Regions from separate parts of the Mus musculus genome. Here regions 2, 3, 4, 5, 6 and 7 are each linked to region 1. A link is a contact called in public Hi-C and capture Hi-C data. All regions are on one chromosome and are shown on one strand. Each heading gives the region's core, a stretch centred on a gene start, on an enhancer-like site or on the middle of the called end of the contact. The rest is flanking DNA. Distances are from core to core; before and after follow the strand shown.

What was found. Hi-C and Micro-C count contacts between places; a contact is called where the count stands out from the background. Capture Hi-C pulls out chosen DNA fragments and counts their contacts.
Region 2: a Hi-C map of uterus shows a contact between it and region 1, with 2.3 times the contacts expected there. The contact joins two enhancer-like sites. A contact is called at or near these places in 15 of 39 promoter capture datasets (the 3T3-L1 cell line, the C10 cell line, cranial neural crest and 10 more), 24 of 484 Hi-C or Micro-C datasets (B cells, the C2C12 cell line, bone marrow-derived macrophages and 14 more), 8 of 115 datasets of contacts at active chromatin or transcription factors (bone marrow-derived macrophages, embryonic forebrain, embryonic hindbrain and 3 more) and 3 of 9 other capture datasets (embryonic stem cells, liver and pancreatic islet).
Region 3: a capture Hi-C map of bone marrow-derived macrophages shows a contact between it and region 1, with 5 times the contacts expected there. The contact joins two enhancer-like sites. A contact is called at or near these places in 4 of 39 promoter capture datasets (the C10 cell line, cranial neural crest, frontonasal cranial neural crest and 1 more), 6 of 484 Hi-C or Micro-C datasets (bone marrow-derived dendritic cells, erythroid progenitors, group 2 innate lymphoid cells and 2 more), 2 of 115 datasets of contacts at active chromatin or transcription factors (bone marrow-derived macrophages and pancreatic cancer cells) and 1 of 9 other capture datasets (bone marrow-derived macrophages).
Region 4: a contact with region 1 is called in a Hi-C map of bone marrow-derived dendritic cells, with 7 times the contacts expected there. The contact joins two enhancer-like sites. A contact is called at or near these places in 1 of 39 promoter capture datasets (liver), 6 of 484 Hi-C or Micro-C datasets (bone marrow-derived dendritic cells, bone marrow-derived macrophages, erythroid progenitors and 2 more) and 2 of 115 datasets of contacts at active chromatin or transcription factors (CD8 T cells and pancreatic cancer cells).
Region 5: a contact with region 1 is called in a Hi-C map of bone marrow-derived macrophages, with 16 read pairs. The contact joins two enhancer-like sites. A contact is called at or near these places in 2 of 484 Hi-C or Micro-C datasets (bone marrow-derived macrophages and pre-B cells).
Region 6: a Hi-C map of uterus shows a contact between it and region 1. The contact joins two enhancer-like sites. A contact is called at or near these places in 1 of 15 datasets of contacts at CTCF or cohesin (large pre-B cells), 6 of 484 Hi-C or Micro-C datasets (the C2C12 cell line, liver, peritoneal macrophages and 1 more), 2 of 115 datasets of contacts at active chromatin or transcription factors (embryonic stem cells and microglia) and 1 of 9 other capture datasets (embryonic stem cells).
Region 7: a contact with region 1 is called in a Hi-C map of epidermal suprabasal cells, with 7 times the contacts expected there. The contact joins two enhancer-like sites. A contact is called at or near these places in 6 of 39 promoter capture datasets (cranial neural crest, embryonic stem cells, liver and 2 more), 1 of 484 Hi-C or Micro-C datasets (epidermal suprabasal cells) and 1 of 9 other capture datasets (embryonic stem cells).

What each region holds. Positions count from the first base shown.
Region 1 is chr10:45,047,508-45,050,306 of GRCm38.p6, reverse strand. No RefSeq gene overlaps it. Among named protein-coding and RNA genes, the nearest start is that of Prep, 18 kb to the left of the region's middle. Within about 2 kb of position 1,361, at least 85 of the 459 cell types and tissues checked have an H3K27ac peak or open chromatin away from gene starts, as enhancers often do. A contact at or near this core is called in B cells, bone marrow-derived dendritic cells, bone marrow-derived macrophages and 4 more, where this site is marked.
Region 2 is chr10:44,536,840-44,539,638 of GRCm38.p6, reverse strand. No RefSeq gene overlaps it. Among named protein-coding and RNA genes, the nearest start is that of Gm35154, 61 kb to the left of the region's middle. Within about 2 kb of position 1,433, at least 71 of the 459 cell types and tissues checked have an H3K27ac peak or open chromatin away from gene starts, as enhancers often do. A contact at or near this core is called in B cells, bone marrow-derived macrophages, hematopoietic stem and progenitor cells and 2 more, where this site is marked.
Region 3 is chr10:44,588,279-44,591,077 of GRCm38.p6, reverse strand. It overlaps the pseudogene Gm5950. Among named protein-coding and RNA genes, the nearest start is that of Gm35154, 9.2 kb to the left of the region's middle. Within about 2 kb of position 1,472, at least 43 of the 459 cell types and tissues checked have an H3K27ac peak or open chromatin away from gene starts, as enhancers often do. A contact at or near this core is called in bone marrow-derived macrophages and uterus, where this site is marked.
Region 4 is chr10:44,606,209-44,609,007 of GRCm38.p6, reverse strand. The region is part of intron 2 of Gm35154 (a long non-coding RNA gene); the gene reads right to left. Among named protein-coding and RNA genes, the nearest start is that of Gm35154, 8.7 kb to the right of the region's middle. Within about 2 kb of position 1,402, at least 70 of the 459 cell types and tissues checked have an H3K27ac peak or open chromatin away from gene starts, as enhancers often do. A contact at or near this core is called in bone marrow-derived dendritic cells, bone marrow-derived macrophages and uterus, where this site is marked.
Region 5 is chr10:44,628,934-44,631,732 of GRCm38.p6, reverse strand. The region is part of intron 2 of Gm35154 (a long non-coding RNA gene); the gene reads right to left. Among named protein-coding and RNA genes, the nearest start is that of Gm35154, 31 kb to the right of the region's middle. Within about 2 kb of position 1,347, at least 75 of the 459 cell types and tissues checked have an H3K27ac peak or open chromatin away from gene starts, as enhancers often do. A contact at or near this core is called in bone marrow-derived macrophages, where this site is marked.
Region 6 is chr10:44,697,294-44,700,092 of GRCm38.p6, reverse strand. No RefSeq gene overlaps it. Among named protein-coding and RNA genes, the nearest start is that of Gm22503, 34 kb to the left of the region's middle. Within about 2 kb of position 1,347, at least 21 of the 459 cell types and tissues checked have an H3K27ac peak or open chromatin away from gene starts, as enhancers often do. A contact at or near this core is called in uterus, where this site is marked.
Region 7 is chr10:44,722,041-44,724,839 of GRCm38.p6, reverse strand. No RefSeq gene overlaps it. Among named protein-coding and RNA genes, the nearest start is that of Gm22503, 8.9 kb to the left of the region's middle. Within about 2 kb of position 1,384, at least 18 of the 459 cell types and tissues checked have an H3K27ac peak or open chromatin away from gene starts, as enhancers often do. A contact at or near this core is called in epidermal suprabasal cells, where this site is marked.

The DNA of each region.
Region 1 (2,799 bases), core at 112-2,611:
AGTAACATCTAAGCTCGCACTCTGAGGTTGACCTGTCTTTTGCTAAAAGGACTTCAAAGGTCCCCATTTCTTATATATATTCGATCTTCTCATTTGCATCAACCTTTTTTATTTTTTTTCCAAGCATCTCTCAGGGGGGAAAATGATCCTTCGTATGCACACATGAGCACACCCAGGAAACTGGACAGAGGAGCCATTCCAGGTTAAATACAAATACCAGTCAAAGGGCAGAACTTCACCTTGTTTTTCCTTTAATAATAAAAGTCCGTTTCAAAGCAGATAGTCACTTAACATACCCATGTATATAACATCTGGGTAGAAGGGACAGAAAAAGCAAAGGAGTCACAAAATATATGAAAACCTCCTAAGCTGAAATCTCAAGAATGAGAAAGGCTGAAATGGTTATAGCTCTGGAGGGAGGGCTGGGGAGGGAAGACACAGTGGTAGATATTTAGGGAAGATGCCTTGGGAGCTAAGAGCAAGGTATACAATGGAGGCAATGTGAGAGGGCGGTGTGGCTGGTGCGCATGCGCAGAGCAGTGCAGGCACTGGGAGAGAGAGAGAAGCTGGAGGAGAAAACAAGTCTCCTATATTCCTTGTCAGAGGGGAGCTAGAGCAATTTACTTCAGAGTAAATCACTTCTACGGTGTGTGAGTCTGATAATATTATTGATATGACCAAAAATATGAACGGGGGCAGACCTGCTGTAATGAGAGATCAGGGACCCAGGGAACAGACAACGCGTTTCCTTCTTAAGTCCTGGGATCGAACAGCTTCAAGTCAGCAGTACCCAGAGGCAAGAAAGAGGGAAGATGGCTCAGCATCTTGCAGAGCCTGGCTGCCTAGCATAGATGCTTGGATTCTAGTGTTACCACCTGGCAAGTAGGAGGGGAGACAGGGTTATGAGCAGGTGTTTTTTATGGGTCAGGCCTGAAAGTAGCACACATTATTGCTTCGCTTCTGCTCCATTAGTCAGATCCAGTCTCGTGGCTACCCCAGATTATAAAGGAACCTGAAAACTGGGGCCTGCGTGTGACGAAGAAGAAAAGAAGATGGGTTTCAGGGACACTGGCAAGTAAGCCCCTGCCTCAGAATGGGAAACCCCTGCTCACTTCCCCACTCAGCCTTTGGTCTGTTGCCTCAGCCTTCCTCACATCTCTTGTCTCCGTCCCATGTCTAATCCCTTCACACCAGTGTATTGAGGCCCTCTTGGGTTACTTCTGTCAACCCTAGTCCTTCTGCCATGTAATTTTTTATGCTTTGGTCAGCAACGAGTTGTTTGTTTGCCCAGCGTGCCCTGCTCTGAGGAAACAGTCCAGCCTTGCTGGTCAGCTGGAGTAACTAGCCATGCAGGTTGGTGAATCAGCAGGTGGCACTCGGTGTCAGCAAGACACCCATTCTAAAGCCACACACAAGTAGTGAACGCCTGGGTTCAGTCACGCTCAGGGGAGCCAAACACTGGCTCTCGTGACCTACTTCCTCAAGACTCGACTTTCAAAAGAGTGACTACGCCCAGGCTGACCAGAGGGTTGTTAAAAACAGAGATGTCAACATGCTCTGAACTGACTGCCAACAAAAACATTCCCTTTGTGTCGCGGCTTTCTTCACAGTGCACTCAGGAAGGACAAAGAAGTTTGACCTGTCTGGGTTGGAGGGCGGCAAGCCGCTGTCCTCAGAATTTCTCTCTAGCAGGTGAAGAAAGAGGAATGGGTGTTTTAAAACGAGAGTTGAGGTGACTGCCCGCACAGGTACTAATTAGCCCTAGTTGCTGTTAGGAAACTGGCTCCCTTCAAAGGCTTCATTGTTTGGCTGCTTCTTCCCTCCACCTGTGTCACCTGCTCCTTTCACTCCACAGCACGTCTAGGGTGTTCTCCCCAGCACTGTAAGGCGCAGATGAAAGTGGTCAAAGGAAAGATCTGGAGATGGAGGCTCTTCATTGAGCCTCGCAGCTAACGCTGACATTGACGGAGATAAGAAGGGACAGGGAACCAGGAAGCTCTTATCTTTGTCTGCCTGTGGCTCTGTTTCTCTTTGCTTACGTCCAAATTCAGACGTTTAAAGATCATATGTCTACGCTCGTGACTCATAGGGTCCTCCGCCATCAAGACAAGCAAATAGTTTCATAGGTAACGTGTCTAGGATAATCTGAATGCTAGGGCTCTCCTTTGCCTTCATTTAAAATACAGGCTCCTAGAAATCCAAGCAAGGGATGGGTTCTCCCTGATGCTAGTTTGCATTGTAATGATCAGAGATTAGTATTTTTCCATCACCTAAAACCATCACCATCCTTTTTTTTTTCTTTTTTTCTTTTTGGTTTTTTGATTTTTGGTTTTTCAAGACAGGGTTTCTCTGTATAGCCCTGGCTGTCCTGGAACTCAGAGATCTGATTGTTAACCATTATTCAGATCTAGCAGTCTCTGTGGGTACAGCAGTACTTTCGGTCTCACTGCCCATCTTAAAAATATATGCATTTCCCTAAACTTCTCTTCCAAGAATTCCCTTTTCATTTACCTCAATTAGGTGCTTTATTGATAGATTGATAGGTTGATTTTTTTTGTTTGTTTTTTTGTTTTGAGAGAATGTTTCTCCATGTAGCCTTGGCTGTTGTGGAATTCACTGTGTAAACCATGCTGGCATCAAACTTAGAGATCTGCCTGACTTTGCCTCCCACCTGCTGGGGTTAAAGGCATGGGCCACCATCACCACACCATGCTTTTTATTTTATTTTGAATTATATGTATGTGTATCTGTGTCTGTGTGGGTTTCTGTATGTGAGTGTGGGGACCTGTGAAGGTTAGA
Region 2 (2,799 bases), core at 184-2,683, 510 kb after region 1:
TGAAACTCTAATTTGTGACTGAAAAGCACTGGCTGCTTGCCTTTGGGTTTCCAAACAGAACCATCAAAGAAACCTTCATTGACTGGTCCCTTTGTTGTACGGGCAGGGGCAGCCGCCAGCGGCAAGCAAAGGGTTTAACTGACTCATCACGGTAAAAAAAAAAAAAAAAAAAAAAAAAAAAAATCATCAGAATTTTCAAGTTTTTTAACCTTCACATTTTCCTAGAAGTCCACTCGATGAGCAATTACGTTTTCAGGATCCCTGTTAGCTAACCAACCGTTCCTGAGAATTCGTGATTCCACAAAGTAAAACCGGTTACTACTCAACTTCCTCATTTTTAAAAGTGGTGGCGACAAGAAGTCAGGGTGACTGCCAGACCAGTGCTCCTTGCTGCGGAGGAGGTGGGGGAGCAGTCAGGAGTCCTAGTTTGCAGGCTAAGTTCTGGAGATGCAGGTACCTCTGTCCCTGAGCCATGCCAGCCTGGTGTGGAGCTGTGTCTCACACGTGGGTTCTGCAGGCTCATCCCACACCGACCTATAAGTCTCCTCGAAGCTGGGCTGAGGGAGCCCACACCACAGGCCTGTCTGTGGCCAGTGCTCTTGAGATTCTCGGTTCCCAAAACCGCAGTTCCCGATTTCTAGTTTCCTTATAGATGAGATGTGGGGATCTTCAGAGGGGATCCCGGACCGCCAAGCAAGGCTGGGGAAACCCAAAGCCCCTGTGGTTGACGCTAAGTTGTTTGGGTATCAGCAGAGACTCTGAGAGATGGTGTTTAAAATGCCTATTTTGGGTCAGTTGAGCTGGAGGGAGGCCACACCCCCCAGAGAAAGCCATGAAGAAGGTTCAGATGCGGTCTCTGACTCTCAGCTCCTGAGCTTTCAGGATCCAGAGCCTATTTCCATCTTTCCAAAGAAGTCTGGGGCCCTGGGCCTCAAATGTTAATTCTATATTTAGGTCTACCATTTATTAGCTGCTGTGTGACCCTGCGTAAATTATTTGGCCTGGCTGTTCTTCTTCTTAATTTGTGAAATTAAGGGGCTCCGGGGGCGGCTTAGACAGTGAGATGATACCTTTAGTGTTATCTGATTACCGTAAGCACGGCTTGGTGAAATTAAGCTCCAGGTCACACCAAGAACTGAAGGTGACCTAGTGCACCAGACCCTTCCTTAGGACTGCTGACCTACTTACATGGTTCAGGCAGAGGTGGGGTGTCATAGAATGAGTAAAACCAGGCGAGAGAGCATAGCTAGGAGAAAGCGTGTCAAGGCAAAAGGAAAGGCACACTGGGGAGGGAGCGACTTTCCAAGTTCCTGAACTAAATAAATCCTGTCACATTCCCACACGCAAGCCTACCACAGCATGAGCCTTGCCTAAGAAGCAGACTAGAAGGCTGATGGGAATCTGGATAGGATTGGCCCAGTTTAAGGAAGTTGAAGTTAAGCACCTCCTACTCCAAGTCCTGTAGCCCCTCGCCTTAGGTCTTACTCGCCTGAATAGACAAGGGGACTAGAGAGAGAAAAAACATGAGACGCAGTAAGACACCATCTGCAAGACGAGAGAGAGGCCTCAGGGGAAAGCAAACCTGTTAACCTCAAGTGTTAAACTTCCTGCCTCCAGAATAAAGAGAAAATTCATTTCTGTTGTTTGAGTCAAACTGTAAAATGGAAAAGTTTCCAGATCCTGTCGTCCAGCCTGGCCTGTGTGTCTTCCTTGTCTGGTCCAGTGATAGCAGGTCTTACAGAGAGACCACAGGGACAGTCTCAGTAGCTAGTAGGTTCTTGCCCAGGCCCTCTTTTTCTGCTCAAGAGATAGCCTACTCCTCTCTCACTGTGGTGTGACACTATTTCTGGGGAGATGTGAACAAATGTCTACTCACCCCAGATAAGAAACCAGCAACAGGAAAGTAGGGTAGGGCAGTGGCTCAGCATGTATTGCTCTTCCAGAGGTCACAGGTTCAATTCCCAGCACCCATATGGTAGCTCACAACTGTCTGTAAGTCCAGTTCTAAGAGATCCAATACCGTCTTCTGCCCTCCATGGGCACGAGGCATACATGTAGTACACTCAGGTAAAGCACTTACATACATAAAGTAAAAATAATGAATATTTTATATTCCTTTTAAACAGAGCTATAAAGGGAAAACTGAAATCTGTCAAGGAATCAAATTGTGGTTTTCCTTCCTTCTGTCTTTCCTTTTCTTCCATGAAAGGAATAAGAATCATCCCAAGGCAAGGGATACAGGCCAAGCAAAAGGAGGCTTTCAGACCTGCTCAATAAACTTTTCCTCTCAGTGTCGATGGAGACATAATGTGATGTAATGAGTGTGTGTAGTACTCATGACACACTTCCAGGGCACAAAGAAATACTAATAGCAAAGGAAATCTGAGCCAGCTGCTATGTACAGCAATAGACAAAGAGAAAAGACTAAGATAGGCAGGCAAGGTATTACCTATATTTCCATACATTATTAAAATTTTAAAGCTTTATCAAATACATAATATGAGTCAGGCCTGCATACATACCAATACCAAGTACTATAAGTACTATGTATTATGTTCCTGTGTGCCTAGTGTGTTATATGTTATTTAACTCTTATTGAGCACCCTGTAACCTAGAAGATACCAGACCTTTACAGCTGATAAAACTGTGGTTTAGGGCAACTCAATATTTTTTCTTCCAAGGTGATAGAATATACTGAAGCTACTCCTTTGTCTAATTTCATTAAAAAATGAATGTATTTATTTCCAGGCATTGGGCAACGGGAAACAAAAAGCATTAAAAAGAAAAACAAACAAAAAG
Region 3 (2,799 bases), core at 223-2,722, 460 kb after region 1:
AAAGAGATTGAAATTTTAAGAATATGTAAAGACTGTGGGACTTTTAAAGTTATTTAGATCTTGGGGATGAATAAGATTGTAAGGGCTTACTAGTGATGTTTTTGTGTGTCAAGTTGACAAGGGGTCAATTGTACTGGCTAGTTTTTTGTCAACTTGACACAGCTGGAGTTATCATAGAGAAAGGAGCTTCAGTTGAGGAAATGCCTCCATGAGATCCAACTGTAAGGCATTTTCTCAATTAGTGATCAAGGGGGAAAGGCCCCTTGTGCGTGGGACCATCTCTGGGCTGGTAGTCTTGGGTTCTATAAGAGAGCAGGCTGAGCAAGCCAGGTGAGGCAAGCCAGTAAAGAACATCCCTCCATGGCCTCTGCATCGGCTCCTGCTTTCTGACCTGCTTGAGTTCCAGTCCTGACTTCCTTGGTGATGAACAGCAGTATGGAAGTGTAAGCCGAATAAACCCTTTCCTCCCAACTTGCTTCTTGGTCATGATTTTTGTGCAGGAATAGAAACCCTGACTAAGGCAGCCACCCCATCAGAGACATTGGATTTCAGCCAACCTGGAGCTTCTCATGTACTTCCGGTTGAGGGGTTGCAGTCTTGCTAGTCCCAATGGCCCATACAGGTTCATGGGCCAGGACCACCTTGCTTCTGTCCTTCACATTATCTGCGATGACCTTGGTTTGCTCAAAAACAACTTCCTCCGTGATGCCAGCTTCCCTTTCGTCTAGCTTCTCCCCAATGCAGGGGATCACTGCAAGTCCCTCTGCTAGGGCATGGTTTACTTTCTGCCCAATCAACTCATCTGATTCCCAAAGACACACCTTCTTTCCCGAGTGCCCCAGCACCACTCTGGTGGCTCCTAAGTCTCTGATCATGTCAGGGCTGATTTCTCCAGTGAAGGCCCCATTGGTCACTTTGTAGCAGTTCTGTGCAGCCACAGCAATCTTGGGATCCAGCTTCTGCCTAGCGAAGTCGATGTAAGAGGTTGTCAGTGCACAACCCACCTCAGTGTCTGCCAGCACACTGGCTGCCTTCGGGGTGCAGCTGAGTTCTCCCAGGCACTGCTTCCTCCCGTTCATCTTCCAGTTGCCCCCCACGAAGAGCTTCCTGGAAGGCACCATCATACTAAGCTCAAGTCTCTGAAAGTCAGTACCGTAAGTTTTATTTTACATGCATTTTGTCAAAGTTTAAACAAGTAGCTGAAAATATGCATATGTTTATATATAATCAGGATTAAATATATTATATATCAATATTAAATACACAAAGACTCACGATTATTGCAATTAGTAAAATTTAAAATGATATTCCTCAAAAGAGCCATTATTCAGGAAAAGATGTAGATCTTTTATCAAGCTGTATCTCTTCATGGACATAATTCCAAACAAAATGAGGTAACAGCAGACAATCTTCTACACAATGTAAGCTAGCTAGTTGGCCAGAGCACTTTCACCAAGTCATGTGCTGCCAGAGAAGTTGGGGCTACAGAATACAAGCAGATGTCAACACTTTCACCTTCCACTTTCTCAAGAGTGCTGATCAGGCCAAGTTTCATTTCACTTATTAGGCCACTTTCCAAGTTGGAGGAGGAGAGTTGAGAGAGGGCTGAAGAAAGTATTAGGATCTAAGTTTCATATCTGCAAAAGTAAGCTGATGTTGCTTACCACTGGGTTTCAAAACCAAAGCTTCCCTAAATTGGCCAAGAGCTTTGAAGAGGTCTGTACAAACCCAGGGGTCAGCAAATGTTTTCTGCAAAGGGATAGAGAGCCAAAATTTTAGGTTTTGCAGGCACACACTCCCCATTGCAATTCCTTATCTCTGCTGTGATAGCTCAAAAAAGAGCTCTCAGCAACACAGGGTAGGTGTGCATGGCATGTCTCAATTGAGCTTCATTTACCACACTGTAGTGAGTTGAATTTTACTGTCTCCTGATAAAGAGTCCTAAGAATTCTCCCTTCTGATTTGAGCATGGATACTTGCTTAGGTTAACAACAACAACAACAACAACAACAACAACAAAACATATACACACACACGTGTATGCTGATGCTACTGTTAGAGCTGATTCTGATAAGCTGCCTATGCCTCAAACTCTCCAGCAGCCATGTAGGAATCCTGAAGTCACTCAGTCAATTTAAAACTTTTAATGTGTTCCAAGTACGTGGAACATGCCTTTAGTCCCAACACTCAAGAGACAGAGGTAGGTTAATCTTTGTCAGTCTCAGGCCAGCGTGGTCTTCATCGTGAGTTGTAGGATACCCAAAGACACACAGTGAGACCTTCTCTCAAAAGACTGTTAATGCCTCAGTTGAAATACACACTTGTGATCCTACCTCTGATAAGATAGAGAAGGCAGAATCCCTGGGGTTTTCCAAGCTGCATGCACTCACGCACGCACGCACACACACACATACACCTGCATGGGCACACATCCCACACACACACATGGGCATGCACACACACCCACATGGGCAAGAACACATGTCCACATTAGCATGCACAGACCCCCACATGAGCATGCACACATACCCACCTAGGGAAGCACACACACCCACATGGGCACGCACACATATACACACCGGCATACAGATACACAGTTCAAAGCAGTTTCCTTCCTTCTTTGCTACACAAGACCTTATGTATGCGAGGAATGCCTGGACCTAGCACCAAGGAGTTTAAAATCGTGTCTGCTTTGACCCAAGAACCCTTCAAGTAGGAAAATGAAGCTGCTCCTTCTGAGACAAATCTGCTTTAAAATATTCCCCAAATCCTTGTCATCAGCAGGCCAGATTCTTAACT
Region 4 (2,799 bases), core at 153-2,652, 440 kb after region 1:
TACAGCAGCTTCCTGCACTATCTCTGCAACTTTTCAATAAAGATAAACTTGTTCCAAAATTTAAAGTTTGTGCAAGAAATCATTATATTCAAGAATAGGCCATCTCTACAAGATACATACAAGAGCAACTATCACCATGTCATTGAAAACTAGATGTAAGGCATAAACTATTGTACATTTTCTGAAATGATTATTATTTTTAATTTTATTTTATTTCTGTCTGGCTTTTTGGGAGGGTCGGTGTGTGTGTGTGTGTGTGTGTGTGTGTGTGTGCGCGCGCGCGCATTCCATACACTACATGTGGAGGCTAGAGGACCAATATTGGGAGTCATTTTTCTTCTGTCACTTTCTTGAGGAAGGGTGTCTCTTGTTTCTGCCACACTGTATGGTCTTAGTTCGCTGATCCACAAGATTGCAGGAGGGTCTCGGATCTCTAACGCCCATCTCATTGTGGGTGTGCTGGGACAACATACACCTGACTTTTCGCATGGGTTCTAGGGAATGAACTAAGGCTGTCAGCTTTGCATTTTTAGGCACTGAGCTACCTCACCACACACACACACACACACACACACCCATGGTTAATTCTTCTTAAGGCCCTGAACTCAAGAGATTGACTGTAGACTCTTACCGGATGTGTGTCATGTGCCAGGAACTGTTCAAGGGACTATGGATGCACTGGGAAACAAGATATGGTTCCTGTCTCCAAAAACCTTCCAATATGCTTGGAAAAAGAAACAGTAACACAAAATAAAACATGGAGTGATATGTGCTGTGTAAGAAGTCATTTCGAGATCACAGGTATGTACCTAAGAGACAAATCCATGTGAGACAGGGATAGCCCCGGGAAAGAAAGAGTGCCTCGATGTGTCTTACGGCATCCAAGGACTGCAGAGAAAAAGTAACACCAAACACCGTCTAACAGTGTCAAGTACATTTGAGAAACACGGGTCTAATCACATCACTCTGAACAGCCTGCAGAATTTCCCGTTACTCTCAGGATCAAGACTAATTGGTTACATGTGTGATAGTTAATTTTCTGTGTCACTTTTCTAGGCTACGGCACCAAGTTACTTAATCAAACACTAATCTAGATCGCTCTCCCTTCCTTCCGTTCCTGCTTAACACCTACTTAACCCAGAGCTCTTAGCTTGGCTTGCTTCCTCAGGGAACCTTCTCAGGCTCCCAGCTTAAACTCACTCAGCAGAACCTTTCAAGAGACCTCACAGTTCTGCATAAGCGGTGAGGGTTTCAGCATGGAAGCCCCATGAAGGAAGGCAGGAGCTGTTTCTTGTTTGGCTTTTTTTTTTTTTTTAATTCTGTTCCTTAGCATAGTACTTGGAGCATGAAAGTCTCCCAGTATTTGTTTAATGGACGTCAGCCAGATGAGATAAGGCCAGAAAACAGCCACAGCTTCAGAAGTTCTTGCCAGGTAGAAATCGGTGACCCAGTCCTTTTGATGACTCATCAAGTTGAAACTCGAGGTTAAAAAAGGGGAACCTGGGGAGGCAGTCAAAGCAAGTGGAGAGAGGGGATGTATTTACTGGAGACAGAAATGTCCCTGCAGATGGGCTGGAGGCGGTCACTGTGGCTACATCCTCATGTTGACACTGACTTCAAAAATACCACCTGTCTCTTACCCCAAACTGGGGTTTATGTAATAACATTTCCCACATATTACCAGCTGCCAAGTGCTGGAACTCTATAAAGTACCTTTCTGGGGTCTAAACACCAATGTGAGGCTATTTCAACAGGGGAGATATAGACATATCCTTACCACATGTATTTATTTTTCTGAGTTAATTTCCTACTTATTCTTTGAGAACCTCATACATGCATATAGTATACTTCAGCCATATTCACCCATACTCCCCAGTCTACCTTGTCCAGATCTGTCCTCCATAACCCCCTCCCAACTTCACATCTGTTTTTTTTTTACAACCCATTGAGTCCAATTAGTACTACATATATATGCATATGTCTATATGGATGGATGCATGCATTAGCATGGGCAACCAACCAGGGACCACTCCCCTGGGGAAAACTACTTCTCCCTACCCTAGCAGCCATCAACTACTAATAGTCTCTCAGTTGGGCTGGGGGCTCACAGACCCCTCCCATCCGTGCTGGGAGGTTGACCAGCTCAGTCTTCTGTAGATCTTGTGCAGCTGACTACAGCTGCTCCGAGCTCGTGAGTCATGTCCAGAAGTTAATAACAGTCCTGCCATGTCTAGAAGATGCTGTTCTGCTCCAGTCCTCCCTGGCCTCTGGCTATTATAATCATTCTACTCCCTTTTCCAGGATGTTCCTTAAGCTTCAGATTATAGGGGACTATGGTCTAGATGTCCTATATGTGACAGAAACTTATCACTTAATACATTGACAGGCTATAAGTCTCAACATTAACCATCATCTACTGAACAATGTGCTTCTCTGTTTAGATCCAAGACTTGTACTGATCTGCAAGTATAGAGATATGTACTTAGAAGTCAGTTTGAAACAATGTCTAATTAGTAAAATCATAGTACTAGGCTCTCTCCTATAGCCTATAAGCTCCCCAGGCACAAATTTTGACCATATTAATAATATCACATGTGTTTTCTTCAGGAGAGTGGACCTTAAGTCCAATCAGAAGCAGTTGGTTGCCCTGTTAGTGTGCTACTATTGCACCCATGGGCTTATCTGGCCGGGCTGGTCATTGTTGTAACTTCAGAAGACTAATTGGATATCTCTATGTGGTGTATTCAAGGGAGAATGAATAGAAGGAAGAGAGGCCATTAAGCACTTCAGAAATGTTAT
Region 5 (2,799 bases), core at 98-2,597, 420 kb after region 1:
AGGACAAACCCTCTGCCTCACTTCCCTAGTAGACTTTCACAAAGTTCCTTTAATACCCCCAAAGCAGTCGGGCCAGAAACAACACGGGATCTGCTCATCTTAGCTCTTATCACTTGTTTTGGTTTGGGTTGTTTGGGCTTGGGGTGGGGGCTGCAGGGGGAGGTATGTATGATATTGTTATTACGCGAGGGAAGAATTGTATTCTCCGATTTGAATTTTGCTCCTCTTGTCTTCCTGGCAGGTTTCATCTTTTCTCTGAACTCCCGGAAGACTTAATCCAGATCTTCCATAGGGCACATACATTGTCTTCCCTCTTGAAAAGTGTTTTCAGGTAAAGGACACACCTGTATGTTCATAATTACCATAGAATTAGATGCATACAAAGAGATTTTTTAAAAAAATGACCAACTCTTTTTTAGAACAGGAAGAGAGAAGAAATAACATGTTTGCCTACACATACATGTGGGTTTATACAGGCACATATATACACATGCAGACATGTATATGTGCAAATACACGCATTCATATTTGGCTTGTGAATATATTTAAAGACATGACCCCCCCCCCCAACACACATGCATATGCTCTCTCTCTCTCTCTCTCTCTCTCTCTCTCTCTCTCTCTCTCTCACACACACACACACACACACACACACAGAAGCAGTCTGGGAACCCCATGCGCCTCTCATACACTGTTTTACTTGTCTGGTTTCCCACTTTGCCCAGAGCACTAGGTAGGATTCTAAGGGAATGCGGCCTCTTCCTTTGTTCTGGTTACAGCTGTGTCTGTCTGAATGAGCTTTCCGAGGGCCTAGGGTAACGGTCTTGACCATAACTGCTCACAAGAAGCCATGAAAGGGTATGCAGGCAGCCACATGAACGCGATGCTCTTTAATTATGAGGTCCTATCGTGGAAGGAAGGCTGGCAGACAGGCAGACGCATTCCAATTACGCTAATACACCTTGTAAACATCAAATATTTTTAATCTGAGATTAAAGAGAGCCTGTATCCTCACAACACTCCTGAGACTGCGTCTCGGGGCCACTGCCCGTGCTGCTGGCGAAACAGGATTTCCTTTGGTCAAAATAGACTTTCAGAAGAATAACAGCCTCGAGTCGGGAGGCGGTCCCCACACAACTTCCACTGCAAGCTGTCCAAAACTTCAGATGCAGTTCTTAAAAAGCTTCAGAAAAGACAGTTCAAATTTTCCGGGGAAATTGATTAATGTCCTTGCTTTCCTCCAGAGACTGGTGGTGAGTTCTGTGCCCTTGGTTAGGGCTGGGCAGTTGTAGGACTTGATCTTACATTTGGTTCCTTCGTGAGTTACCTGCTTTTACTTGGTACCAGCCCCTGGGCTATAGACTGAGAAGGAAGTGTCCCAGCCACTTTCAGTCAGAGCTAGGGAGAGTGAGGCCAAGCCAATCTCAGGAAACAGTGATTAAACTGAATAAAACCATGTATGTGTAGGCCTCTGGTAGGCTATCATGACATGGAATACACACATACATACATACACACACATAAACGCACACATGCACATAAATACATATATGCACACATGTGCACACATACATGCATACACACATATATAATTCTGGTATTATATCACACGCTAGAGTTGCTATTAACTTTCACAGGGATAGAAATTTTCATTTAAATCACAAAATGTTTGAAACTCCTTCTGGTTTACTACCTGAAGGCTGAGATATCAAACTGCCACCAACTGGGTAGCTTACAAACAATAGAAGTATATCATCACAACTCCAGCAGTGAGGAGATTTAACATAACGGTATGTATGCTGATATAGAACGATTCTGTCTGTGAGAGCCACTTTCAAAGCACAGACAGCGCCTTTACATCTTAGCTCCGCAGAAAGGGTAAGATTGTCTCTCTGGCCTCTTAGCAGAATACCAATCCCATGTGTGAAGGCTCCACCCTCATGACCAGTTTAGCTTCTAATACCATCACCTTGGGAATTGGGATTTCAACCTAAGAATTTGGGAGGAGGATTAACTCTGTTGTTAAGAGCACTCACTGCTTTTGCAAAGGACCTGGGTTCAGTTCCCAACACCCACACAATGGCTCACAACCATTCATAATTCCAGTTCTAGGGGGATCCCCATGGGCACTAAACAAAACACTTACTCACATAAAATAAAATAAAATGAATCTAAAGTCAAATAAACTCCAGGGTAGTCAGAGCAAACCTGAAGAAAAAAAAAAGATTAGACCATAACACCTTCTTACACTAATCAACTGCCCGTGTTAGCAGTAATTCTTTGTAGATGAACTGAGGAAGAGTTGCCAAGGCAAAATAATTTTTATGCAAGCATAACAACTTTGGAATTCAAAATGTAGAAAAAGCAGGTGAGTTCTCGAAAACTATCCTGTATGAGTATGGACTTCTAATTCTTCAGCCATGTGAATCTAAACTTTTGTGTATCATTCCCTGAAAGTGAATGGTGTGTGTGTGTGTGTGTGTGTGTGTGTGTGTGTGTGTGTGTGTGTGTGTGTGTGTGTGTGAAAGGGGGAGAGGGGGAAAAAGAAGAAGAGAAGGAGGAGGAAAAGGAAGAAGAGGAAGAAAAGGGGAGAAAATGCAGTTGCATGTGGAAGGTAGAAGACAACTTCAAGTTCAGATTCCACCCACCCTCTGACTCCCTACACCCCACTCCCACCCCTACCCTGCCCCACAGGAAGGAGTTCCCCCAAGCCTAGAATGTGCCAATTTGACTAGGGTGAGTTACCAGGCAGCCTTACGAATGGACCCATTTCTGCCTCCCTCAGACTGGGATTGCAAG
Region 6 (2,799 bases), core at 98-2,597, 350 kb after region 1:
ACAAGCAGTATATACACAATGAAACACCTTAGAAATTGATCATTTGTAGCATGGATTTGCCGTTTCCATAAAAAACTGCTGCAAAAAAAAAATTTTTTTTTCAAACTAAAGTCACTGTGACTGGACAAACCACACAGCTTGAGATTTGCAATTGCATTCTTCATTGGACAAAAGGATGTTTTTATTGATTTAAATGGAAATGGCTTGTGAAGCTAAGGTTTCTCTCCTGATGGACACACCTGTAACCTGGACTGAATCACATTTTATTTTTAGCCTCAGCTTTGTTATGAATAGACAACACTTAAGCAGAGGGAGGGACCATCTCTCTGAGCTCCCTTTATACCTCTGAGAGTAATCAAACCTGAACTGTGTGTCCACAAGGCAGAAAACAACTTTAAGATGCTTGTGGTCTTGGGTCAGCTTGTAAGGACAATTCAGGTTCCTGGATATTTGAATGGTCAATGAAACAGCATCATTAAGCTCCTCAAAAAACTATTCACAACCTCTTCCAGAAGATTTGGAGATGGAGAGGGGCGGTTGTTTCAGTAATGTTTACTTTCCTGGCATGCTATCAAGTCCTTTAATTTTTTACATGTGTTTGTTTATTGGGGGCACTAGTACCACAGGACTTGTGTAAATCAAGGGACAATTTACAAGATTTAGTTGTGTTCTTCCACCTATGGGATCCACCTCAGCTCATCAGGCTTGGTGATAGGGCCCTTGACCTGTAAGCCATCTCACCAGCCATAAGTCATTTTGCCCTAAAACCATCATCAAGTAATTTTAGAGCCAAATATTCAAGGCATTGGTAAAGAGAAAGAAGCAGAGAAAGGGGAGGGGAAGAGGATCAAGTCAGGAAAAGGGACAGAGCTGGGCGAGAGAAGCAGACACTGAAGTAAGATGTGATGTTAAGCTTATGCCTTAGCAGTCTATGATGCTCCCCAGTTCTCACGTCACAGGAAGAGGAGAAGGCATGCTTTCAGCATCCAGCTCACAGGGAAGGGAAGATACCCCCCCCCATCAATGTCTAACTCACAGGCTTGCCTGATGGAGGCAGGAGCCATGGAAACGTACTTAGTAAAACCTAATGTTCACTACAATGAAATGAATCCCCCCCTTTTCTTTTAGTGTGAACCATTGTTCTTGAGACTAGAGTAAACTAGGTTTCTAAGCAGACCAACAGCCTAAACCTTTCATAAGCTTAAGTGGAAAGCTAATGCCTCTAGAAGAGGAAGCACTACTTTATTATTATCATGCTTACTGGGATGACAAAGAGGAGCTGATGTTAACATTCTGAGGGCAACTCATCCAAAGGGGTTCCACCCTATACAGGTCATTAAATCTTGTGACAGCTCGGTAACCAGGCAACTGAAGAGCCTCCCACTTTGAAGCAAGGCGGGTGATAGTGGCATAAGTCACCCTTTCCTTAGTATCGGGTGCAACTGCCACCAGAACAACGCCCATGCCCAGGTGACAACTGTGCCAACCTAGGTCAACATCTCACCTCAGGGGAAACAATCAGTCCTTAAGAGAGTCATGTTGAAATGTCTAGCGAAGTGTCTTAGTTGACCAAATAAGAATAGCAGATGGCCTGGACTCCAGTAGATGATGGTTCTTCTACTCAGAACGGAGCTTATGTGCCCCAAACGGGACGCCTAACTTACCTGTGTTGAGACAATCGTGACAAGAGTCTGGAGAGCCATCAGACAAAAACAGTGATTAGGCTGGGCTATTCTTAACTTTCTGCACAGATTGCAGGGCAGAGCTTTTCCTGAAAATCCTAACTTCAGATGTTTACAATTACAGGCAATGAGGCTCAAAGAGACAGCCTCATGGATCACTTGTGTTTTATTTTTGGTTTTGTTTTCATTAGATGCAACAGTGAGCTGAGCCGAGAGCCTTCCAGGGAGTTGCACAACTTCAGCTTTTAGAGATTGTGTTTCATGGTCACGGAAAAAAAAATATAATTGGATTTAATAGGTTTTCACAATCATATCTACTTAACCTTCCAAGATCATTACTCATTTAATTGCAAGCCCCAAGGAAAGATCATAGGGTAAGAGCTACACTAGGCAGCCATAACAATAAATGAAGGAGGTTCTTCACAAATGATGTAAAATCTGTAGGATTTCAAATGTTGTGAAAGAAGCTCCTAGATTTAACATAATTGTGTGCCTTTGGTAATTGCTTCTATCTGTGACGGAGAACCAAGGGGTAAAATGCAATTTATTGATATAGAAATCTCCTTACAAGCATATAATACAGGCAAAAAAGGATAAAGTGCAAGCCAGAAGCTGTGAGTGAGAGGCATTTGTTGTTATTCAGGCTTGGTTGCAAAGACTCTCATCCTTTATAGAAGAGTAACTACAACTAGAGATAGCTAGGTCAGTGGAACAGCATGTCCCTGTATGGGGGAGTTAGTACGCAGAATGCATCACATAGATGGGGCAAGGATCCTCTAGTCCTGTGGGTTTAAGGTCTTTGCTTAGCTTTTAGAGTTCCAGAGATGTAACTCAGGTTATAAGCTTTAATTAGCTCTTCTACAAATTACACCGTTCTTCAAGCTCCAAAGGATCTTTTCCATCTTGATGCCCTCGAAAGAAAAATCGTGAATGAAAGGCTGACTCTCAACCTGGTTTTTATTCTCTCATTTATTTCCATGGGATTAAAGCAAAACAAATGCACTTACCAAAGAAACAAACCTGTCCGCAGAGAAGTATAATTGGATTCCTTGTTCTGGCTCAAAGCCAAGACACTTAGATACATGTTGCTTCTGTCAGGTTTTTCTCTTCTTCAAGC
Region 7 (2,799 bases), core at 135-2,634, 330 kb after region 1:
TTAAACACTGTGATATTGTGTTATAAGTGGTTATTGCTTATTTCCTGGTATATCTTTTTTTTTTAATTTCAATATCTTATCTCCTTGGTGCACACAGATCAGTTAGTTTCTTGTCTCTCTTTGTTATTTAAAAACACAACTCATCGACCTGGTATATTATTTCAGTTTTGGAATGGAGCTTTGGAGAACCCCTCCCTCATTGGTTTATTGAGAGCTTTCCAAGAGTGTTGTCATTGAAATCGGTTTGTTCCACTTCTCCCTTAACACAAGTCATGCACTCCATGCAAACAAGCCACCAGGGAAAAAGAGGTGCATATACAAAATAAAATAAAGCCTCCACTGAGTATGTTCAAGGCTGCTGAGATGACATGGTAAAGCAGAAACTAGAAGACTGGGATCCAGGGAGGGAGTCACTGTTCCTTATGGTCACTAATGCTCATTTATCTTAGTAAATAGCATTACTGTCTATCACTACCTTTTTAGTTGCCCGGGCCAATGCCAGAATTAAAAGGTCCTTGACTTCAACTTTCCAAGCCACGTTGTATCTAATCCTTCAGCATGTCTGTAAGGTTCTATCTCTATGGTAAACACAAAGTACAGCTGCTTTTCACCTCTCCCCACATAACCCTTATCTAAACCATCAGCCTCCAGGTTAGTAAATCAGCCTTCCAACTTCTCTTTCTGTTTCCACCCTTTCCCTCACAGTGGCCAGAGAGAAATGTTACAAACCAGTCAGATTAGTCTGCTCTACAACTCTTCAGAGAATTTTTCCACTTCACTTACAGTGAAGGGCCTGATGCCAGCCACCTATGCAAAGTCCTCCTCCTGCTGATGACTTCAGGGACTTCCTTGCTGTTCCGTTTCCATTCTATTAACTTCCTGTGTCTCTGCTGCCAGTCTGTTCTTCTTATGCACCACCCTGCACTAACTTTACCCCCTAATTATTGTTGTCTGCAGCACAGATTAATATTAAGGGTATTAAAAGTAACTTTAAAAAAAAAACCTATTGTCTAGGTTCCCCACCAAGTAATAAGCTCCATGAAAGCAAATGGTTGGTCTTAGCTGTCAGGTTAGTTTAAGGCCTAAAAGAACCCCTTAGTCAACAGTAAATTCTCAGAATGAGTGGACTGCTCTTTTATCCAGTACACAATTAGTGACATACAGCTAAAAGTTATTAATTTAAAGGAGTAGGTCAGACTTTGGAGCGTTTGAGAGAAAATAGTAATAAAAAAATTAATTAATTGTCCTCTTGGCACCATTAATAGCTGGGTTTTCCATCATTAGCATTTCCAGCTGGAGAATCTCACTCCCTTGGTTGACTAAAGGCTGCCACTGGGCTGAGTCACAAGGACATGCTGTGGAGCCAGTTTTGCTCTAGTGCACCCTGAATGACTCAAAGTGCCAATGCCAATGTCAGTTTTACGTCCCAGAAACTCCACCTGGACGTCCATAGTCAACTCTCAGCTGTCTTCAAGTTCATCTTGCTCGACTTGGTGAACGAGAAACTGTTTGTTCCCTGTACAAGATTCCTGCTGTATCTTTTCCAACCACTTGTGCTGTGACTAATTTGAATGTTAACATTTTTAAGTGAAAACCCTTTGAAACTAAATAAAACCATTTGAAGAGACTTTCAAATGTCTGCATATAATATTTTTTCAGGAAAAAAAGGCAACTTAAGACTTGCTAATCGTAAACTAAATATACATGATTTTAATTGAGTGTCAGTAGTCCAAATCCATTATTTTAGTACAAAAGCATCTTTCTGAATGCTAAGTATAATGGCATGCTGTTTGAATTTGTGCCTCACGTATTAATGAACCATATGGTAAACTTACAAGGCATAAAAATGTCCTCCCCTTCTTGCATTACGGGAGATGGGTAAGATGCCAATATGATAAAGCAGGCAGGAGTTTTTTAAATTATCCCATATTGCCATTATTAGTATTTTTGAGAAAATATCTTACTTTTCATATTTTCATTGATAAAACACTCTCACTGTCTTCACAAAGGAATTAGAGATCTATATTGGCACTAACAGGTCAGATAAGTCTGTTTCATAAAAGGGACAAAGACTCAGTACTTCTAAACATCCTCCGGGAAACAGAAAGAGAGAGAAGAAAAATCTTCATCAGGTTAAGAACAAGAAACACAGCCGGCCTTAGGAGACAGATGACATGCTGTTGGTTGCCCATAAACTTTCAGTTTAAGATTCACCAGCGAAGACATTCAGTTCGTTGACACCTCCCTGTCTGAGACAGAGAAGAGGTGAGGAGCTAGAGATGCCCAGGTATACTTTCTAAGGCAGTAATTTACTATTTCCCCCAATCCTGTCCAACAGGCTTCTTGTTCCTGGAGTATTTGTTCTTAGATATTATGGAAATTCGACCATGTCTGCAAAGTGAACAAAGAGAAGGCCACGTGAAGTTTCTTGATAGTCAAAAGAGATCTGTACATGTGGTGGAAAACTGAAAAGATGCAGCAAGACCCAGTATGCTTACCACGTGCATCTTGAAGAATGAGTAGGTGGCTTGCATTATCATTTCAGAAGTGGGAAGCAAAGACCAGGTGAGAACAACACCAAGATTTGCTTCCTGTCTAACACCTTAGCTACTCACCATTTGTGTCAATCAAAATTAGACAAGATGCCGGGCATGGTGGCACACGCCTTTAATCCCAGCACTCGGGAGGCAGAGGCAGGTGGATTTCTGAGTTCGAGGCCAGCCTGGTCTACAAAGTGAGTTCCAGGACAGCCAGGGCTACACAGAGAAACCCTGTCTCGAAAAAAAAAAAAAATTAGAC